2 separate regions of the Zea mays genome follow, and region 1 is linked to region 2. Evidence: chromatin contacts called from public Hi-C data. All regions are on one chromosome and are shown on one strand. The core of a region is the stretch at or near the end of the contact, and the rest is flanking DNA. Distances in the headings are between cores, read along the strand shown.

Region 1 (3,862 bases), core at 1,310-3,809, 180 kb after region 2:
TCAAAGTGCAGCCATACCTTAGAGGTCGGACCTCTCCTTCTAGAACGTTTACCAGCCACAGGGACAGAGGTGCTCGCGTCGGCCGTCGGGCTTGTGGAGCCCGTCCCCGTTTGTGCACCGGCGCCGTCCAGATCGATGGCACCAGCGGAGGTGGTACCAAGGAGGAGGCCCCGGGCATCGTCTGCCTCGTTCTGCGCTTCAAGCCTCCGCTACTCGATCACTGCTTTGAGACTGAGCTCGTCGTCAGCCGAGGCCGTGGACATGGCCACCGCCTCGGTCGGCTTCTCCGGCTCCTCACGGCGCGCGGCGCACACACACACACGGTGCACACCTAGACGAATCGAAGCAACAAGATCAAGCACAAGAAGATTAGGACTACGATTAAGAGAGAGACGAGAGCAAGAAAACCTTACCTGCAACACCGGAGCACCGGATCCACGAACCGGATGGCTGACGGCAGAGGCAGAGGAGCGAGCTTGGCGAAGATCGAGTTCTAAGGTTAGGGTTAGTGAGGGTCGAGGGAGAGAGGAGCGAGGATGGAGCAAGAGAGGAGAGGAGCAGCGAGCAGGAGGCGAGGACACCAGAGTTCACCTCTCCGTCGACACAGGAGGCGAGGACACCGGAGTGGCGGAGCCGAGTCGCCTGTCGCCGGTCGCCGCAACGAGCGCACAGGAGACGGAGAGGCCGAGAGAAAAAATGGGATGCTAGGGTTACGCGTACGCCTTACGCGACGCCGCCGACGCCTTATACGCCTTAACGGGCCGGCGCCGTGCCGTGGCTTACGTGGGCCGGACTCGTGCCTGCACCACGGGCCCACTTGGCAGCCAAGCACGGCACGGGCATCGGGCCAGGCTGGCACGGGCACACCGGCCGTCGTGCCGGGCCGGGCTTTTCCCGTGCTTGGGCGTGTCGGGTGCCGGGCTCACGGGCTGCACCACGGGCCGGCCCGTTTTGGACATGTATACATACGGGCCCGTACGTCATACACGCGCCGCGTCGCCATCATGTCCGAATTTTTTGTATTTTAGCCCTTAAACAGAAGTAAAATCACGTTTAGACCTAAAAAAATTTTAAATGCAGTTTTGGACCCTTTGCTCGGCGCCGAGCTAACACAGCTCGGCGCCATAGGCTATGGCGCCGAGGTCGTGTTGCGTTGGCACAACCCAGACGCGTGGCGTCGACGTGGAACCGAGCTCGGCGCCACAGATCTTGGCGCCGAGCTCGGTTGTGTTATTAAAATATTTGTTGCAGACATGAGCACAAAGCCCATCTAGCCCACTTGGTAGAGCACAAGGCTTCTAACCATGTGGTCGTGGGTTCAAGCCCCATAGTTTGCATTTTTTTTGTTTTTTTTGTTTATGTCGTTGGTGTGTCCGCTTAAATTTATTTCTCGCCTAGATTTTTTTTCACAATTGAAAAAATCGACCCAAAATATATGCTCATGTACTGATCGGCCAATATCTCTGTATGTGAAAGGTTGTGGAGAATAATAATAAGTAGGGCATGCTGTTTATCAAAGCAAATGTATATAAGGAAGAAAAAAATGTATAAAAATAGTTATAGTGATTTAGAAATAGTTAATGATTCGTAATGCAAAATTGTTTTCTATATTTTTACTAAGTTAGATTTTGTTCAAGAAATTTGTTCTTAACCTTTTTTAGCTACATGAAAAGCTCACTAAATTACTAAATGTTTTTTTTAAATTATTGGAGATGCACTAAGCTCTGCGGATTTTAATTTGCAAGATGAAAACATGCATGCCATGCATTCGGTCTTTTTAAAAAAGTAGTAAAATTTTGAATAATGCACGGATGACATTTTATAAAATTACTACATTGCTTTTGTATTGCACATGCATGATTTGAGCTAGTCGATTATTTACGCGCATTTTAAATTCGGAAACTGTAGATTGAAATGCGCGCGCATGCAGTGCAAGATGGAAGGCAACACTAGGCACAACGACATAAAAAAAATCTAGGCGAGAAATAAATTTAAGCGGACACACCAACGACATAAACAAAAAAAAACAAAAAAAATGCAAACTATGCGGTTTGACCCACGACCACATGGTTAGAAGCCTTATGCTCTACCAAGTGGGCTAGATGGGCTTTGTGCTCATGTCTGCAACAAATATTTTAATAACACAACCGAGCTCGGCGCCAAGATCTGTGGCGCCGAGCTCGGTTCCACGTCGACGCCACGCGTCTGGGTTGTGCCAACGCAACACGACCTCGGCGCCATAGCCTATGGCGCCGAGCTGTGTTAGCTCGGCGCCATAGGCTATGGCGCCGAGCAAAGGGTCCAAAACTGCATTTAAAATTTTTTAGGTCTAAACGTGATTTTACTTCTGTTTAAGGGCTAAAATACAAAAAATTCGGCCATCATGTACAGTCCCCCCTGCTGCAGATGAAGCCCATGCCGCGTCATCGCCTTCCGGTCCCGCACGTCGAGGTCAAGACGGGCTGTCGAGCGTCCCTGTGCCATCCGATCACGATCGAACGGCTGTGTAGCACCCGAACCAGATAAAGCGAGCCCCCAACAACGCAACACACCGATCCCAATTCCCATCCCACCCCCGCACCCACCGTGGCCCGAGTAGCCGTGGCCGCCGCGGCAGGCCGGCAGCGCCCTCCCGGCGGTGAGCGCAGCCCGGCGCGCGCGTCGCGGCCACCGCCGCGCTCGAAGCGCCCAGATCTAGGGCCTAGCGGCCCCCCTCCTCCATGGCGCGGCGACTGCCGTTGTGGACAGCGCTGCTCCTCCCCTTCCTCCTCACCGGCGTTGGTACCGCCGCCGCCGCATCCCCGCCCCACGATGAGTGCCCGGTGCCTACTATCGTGGAATCCGTTCTTGGTACTCGAGACACGTGCTCGACGCTGGATCTTGGCAACCCGGTCGGCGTCGTGGAGGTAAGATATTTGCAAGGTTGTGATAAAATAACCAAAGAACTGTATGTATGCGAATTTGTTCGTTCCATTACCATACTGAGTGTTCCCATGTTGGAGCAATTGTGGTGCGTGATGAAGTGGAAACTAGCAAATGGTTTGTGACGCAAATTGTTTGTCATGAAAAGATGGGTTTGCTAAGTTAGAACGGGGGAAATCTTGTCTACGATTTACAACTATTATTTTGGTGGTGGTTCTCAGGTTGTGTAAATACTTGCTTCTGTTCATTGGTTTAGACTTCGAGCAGCTATATATTGCTTATGTTATGCCAAAGCAAATAAAAAACACTATTTTTTTTTGAAGTAAAGGTACTGTAGGAGGGTCCTACAGTAATATTATTAAATCAAAAGAACTGAGTTTAGGGAGGAAGAGGAAGATTACAAAGAAATGAAAGATAGAGTGAGCCGAAGGGGAAGAGTTACAACCCTAAATTGAGTAGCCAAGATGCAATGTCTTCTTTAAGAACAGGCTTGACTCTATGGCATAACAGAGCAATTTCACTCCTAAACATAGCCTTGCACTCAGGAACCGAAGGGGGAATTTCATTGAAGATCCAATTATTTCTGCACCTCCAAATGCACCACGTCATGATGATAAAAAACACTATTACTATATAGTTTCCACTTTCTCCCACCTGAGCATAAGGGTTTTCCACCAGTTGTACTTGTAAAATTTGAATCTGACTGATTTGTATCCTTTCAGGGGGATGAGTTCACCTTAGCAACGGCAGTTAATCTTCTTCATGCAAACAAGGATGACTATATTGCTGTACTTTTCTATGCCTCGTGGTGCCCATTCTCACAAGAATGCAAACCAAATTTCGAGACACTGGCCTCCTTATTCCCAACCATTAGACATTTTGCATTTGAGGAATCTGCAATTAGGCCAAGGTTTGTCCTTGTATAGTGTAAAGAAAAAAA
Region 2 (3,767 bases), core at 225-2,724:
GCTAAGTAAAGAAATCGCCAGCCAGATTTCATTGCTATCCTCGACTTTTGCGAGGTGGTGGGGATGAGTAGACCAGATAGCGTGCAGCGAATTAGGGGGCAGGCACTGCAAATCCAGCCTGGGCTAGCACACCACACAGCCATGACGACTCGTGATGGAAGCCATGAGCCATGGCTGATTAGTGCCTCCCCTCCCAGTGCAGATATAGTAGTGGCCGTCCTGGTTCCCGTGTGCTGGCGCCCAGTGTTTCACCAGCTGTGCTGGGGTGGGTCCCCCACCCATCTGCCAGTAACCTGTCCCCCCCTCCCCTACCAGGGAAAATCCAGAGCGGAACATGGTGCCCTAAAATCAAGCTTATATATATACGGGTTAATCGCGTAGTACTGGTACTGCCGCCGGCGCTAATCATGGCCCGGTTATTAACTGCCATGCACATGCGCGTGCCTTGCGATGGCAAGGAAAGTAAAAAAAAAAAGGACAGCAGGAGGAGCATTGATTTGGTTCCTCGGGTCGCTCACCTCTCGGCTGCGCGGCCCGCGGCGGGCCGAACGCCGCAATGTTGCAGTTGGCGCGCCGGCCGGCGATCACCGGGTTCGGGTTCTGCACCGCCCGCGCCGCCGCGTCCGGGTCCCGGAAAATCACCTGCGGAGCCACATAACACATCTGGTAAGCGTCGACCGATCCGATATAGAGGCGGCGGCGGGCCGATCGGCCGGAGGAAGGTCGGGGGCGAGATAGAGAGAGAGAGAGGCAAGAGTCCACTTACGAAACCGTAGCCCTTGGAGCGGCCGGTCTCGCGATCGGTGATGACGACCGCCTCGAGTATCTCTCCGTAGACGTCGAAGTGCTGGCGCAGCCCCTCGGACGGCGTCTCCCACGCCAGCCCGCCAACGAACACCTTGGTCAGCGTCGTGTCGCCGAACCGCGACCGGTGGTGGTGGTACGACCCCACGCCACCGCCGCCGCCGCCGCCGCCTCCGCCTCCCGGAGACGCGTGGGCCGGGGACCCGCCGGGGCCAGAGAACGACGACGAAGTCGCCATCCGCCGCACGCAAGCACCGAGTCCTTTCGGCTTTCGGCTTAGGCTAGGCTAGTTCTGACTTCTGACGCGGGAGGGAGGGACGAACAAACTAGCTAGACTCCTGAGTCCTCCCTCACTCCTTCCTAGCTAGTGGTTTCTGGCGACCTCCTCCTTCCTAGTGGTTTGTACCGAGCTTTGTTGGGTCATAGGCAGACCTGACCTGCTGCGGTTGCTCCTCCCTCCCCTTGGGCTCCCTAGTATACTTCTCCACTTCCATACCCCTTGAGGTCCCTGTACCTTATGGGAGAGGGAGGATACGGCAGGGGCGAGCAAAGAGAGATGGAGGGGCCGAGGCTGTGCGCTGGAAGAGGGAGAGGGAGAGGGTGTGGGATGACAGCTGCTGCTGCATGACCCTTTCTAGTCTCGTTTCCAATGGGCTACAATAAGCCCGCCGCAACAACGCCAGCCTCCTTCCTTGTTCTCCATACCATCTCTCTCTTTTTTTTAATGATGCGTGTGTAGGGGTGGGCATTTTAAAACCGAAAACCGAACCCGAACTGAACCGAACCCGAATAGACCGAATTATTGGTCTATTCGGGTTTTCGGGTTCGGGTTCGGTTCCTATATGTGCTATATTTCGGGTTATGGGTTCGGGTTCGGTTCCTAACCTATAAAACCCGAATAGACCTAATAACCCGAAATATAAAAAAGCTCTTAATATGTGATGGTATTATTATATGATTTATGAACTTATTAGCTAGAAATAATGATATCATCTAAACGATAGTATATATATCTTTGTATGCTAATTTTTATAGTCACTTGTAGTAATAGTACTTTCAATTAATTATTCATTGTCTATATTTTAACAAAATATACTAGCTCTCTACAATTCGGGTCTATTCGGTGGACCGAATAGACCGAACCGAAATTGTGAGTCTATTCGGGTTCGGTTCCTAAAATATTTTTGGAAATTTCGGTTCTTATTTTTCAGGACCCGAAATTTCACAAACCCGAATAGACCGAACCGAATTACCCTAATAGACCGAATGACCGAATGCCCAACCCTATGCGTGTGCGTCCCCTCTCCTCTCCTCTCTCTCCCTCTCGCGCGCGCGGGAGATCAGGATCAGCGCTGTGCTGCCACCTTCCCCCACTTGGGTGGGCGTCCTCCCTGGCTCCCTGTCGCTCTCGGGCGACCACCCCGAGCCCGGCCCCCACCCGCAAACGTAACGAACGGCGACGGCGTGGCCTGGTGGTACTGGTGCGCTACGTCCGTCCGTCCGTCCGCGCGCAGGCAGCGCCGCCGCCGCATCCGCACCGCATCGGCAGACCGCGCTGGAGGCTGGAGCTAGCCGTCGTCCGCGAGTTGGTGGCGTTGGCGGCTGGCCTGGCCTACTAGCTAGTCTAGCCGCTAGTGCGCCTAGTTGGCGTACTAGTTGTTTGCTTGCTACTACTGCTACTCGCCGGGAGGGGAGTTGCTTCCTTGCCCGCATCGGCCACGCGCTGCGTACCACGCTTTGCCACCGAGGTGAGGACAGCGGACACACGCCAGCGATCTAGCTGGAACAAGGGGTGCAGATTCGAAAGCCGGCCAAGTGTGTAATCATTAACAAGCAGGTCGTCTCCGATCCCCTGCCAAACAAACGTGGTCAGCAATTTGTTCATTAACTGACACCTGCCATTCCCCGCACGACGTACGTAGCATATACACGGTTACATACACGGTTCTGTGGAAAAACATTCCCCGACCCATATACACGCTTCTGTACGAGCAGGTTCCATGGGGAGCGAATTCCGAGTTGACCACGGATACAGGGGGGTCTTTTCTTTTCGATAAAGTAGAGGTTTGGGAAAGGAGAGGGAGAATACGGGCCTTCGTTCGTTATCCACAAGGCAGGCTAGGCTAGTGCAGACGGCAGTGAAGCGCCGGTGCCACGTCAGGACGCAACGTTTCTGGCATGGCAGTAGCCTTTGGTTGACGAAGGCACTGCGAAAATTTTAAGGCATGTTGGCCTTGACCTCTCCTTCGAGTCCTTGATCCACTGCGGTGTGCAATTCCGTAACCCGTCTTCGTCTACCGGCCTGCATGCATTTTGGTTTATAGATGTCCAAACCGATCCGGATTACCGAGCGAGCGGCTCGAAACCTGGCACGGGTTTGGTCCGGTACGAACACGGCACGACACATCACGTAGTGAACTGGGCCTGGCTCGGCCTGGTCACCGAGTTGTGCATGTGGTTAGGCCTGGCAAAGCCCGATTTTATTTTTTCTATTTTTTTCATATAAATACATATATTATACTTAAATATAGAGTATAAAACACAAGAAACATGTGATTTTGTTGGTTATATGAGTGTAAATAAATGTTTAGAGCTAATAAATATGGTTTAAACCCTACAAATGCATACTTTTAGGATATTTTTATCATTTAAATGTTATATATTGTTATAGGCCTGTTAGGCTCGTCGGACCATGAGCCGACCCGGCACGATTATTAACTTAGCGGGTCGTGCTTGGTCGCTTGGGGCCCGTGGGCCGGCACTTGCCGCGCTTGGGCCGGGCCGGCACGGACCGTCCATTTGGACATCTATATTTTAGTTTAATACGGTTTCTTTCCCCTGTTGTCAGGTTAAAGAGAGTTTGGTTCACGGAATCTAGTCATCCTCATGCATCAACTTGCAGCATCAATCTTAGATAGTGTTTGGTTGAGGAGACGAGTAGAACGAAGCCGTTCCACTCTGAT

What was found. A called contact is a pair of places that touch in the nucleus more often than the background predicts.
Region 1: a contact with region 2 is called in a Hi-C map of leaf, with 1.8 times the contacts expected there. The contact joins the promoter of LOC606476 here to the promoter of LOC100279918 in region 2. A contact is called at or near these places in 4 of 25 Hi-C or Micro-C datasets (ear, leaf and tassel).

Annotation. Positions count from the first base shown.
Region 1 is chr5:216,716,960-216,720,821 of Zm-B73-REFERENCE-NAM-5.0, reverse strand. It overlaps LOC606476 (adenosine 5'-phosphosulfate reductase-like 4), which reads left to right and starts at 2,559. Exons shown (of 4, transcript NM_001112332.1): 1 at 2,559-2,906; 2 at 3,645-3,832. The coding sequence starts at 2,721.
Region 2 is chr5:216,892,296-216,896,062 of Zm-B73-REFERENCE-NAM-5.0, reverse strand. LOC100279918 (putative RNA-binding protein ARP1) reads right to left here and starts at 1,474. Exons shown (of 6, transcript NM_001364466.1): 1 at 767-1,474; 2 at 519-642. The coding sequence starts at 1,042.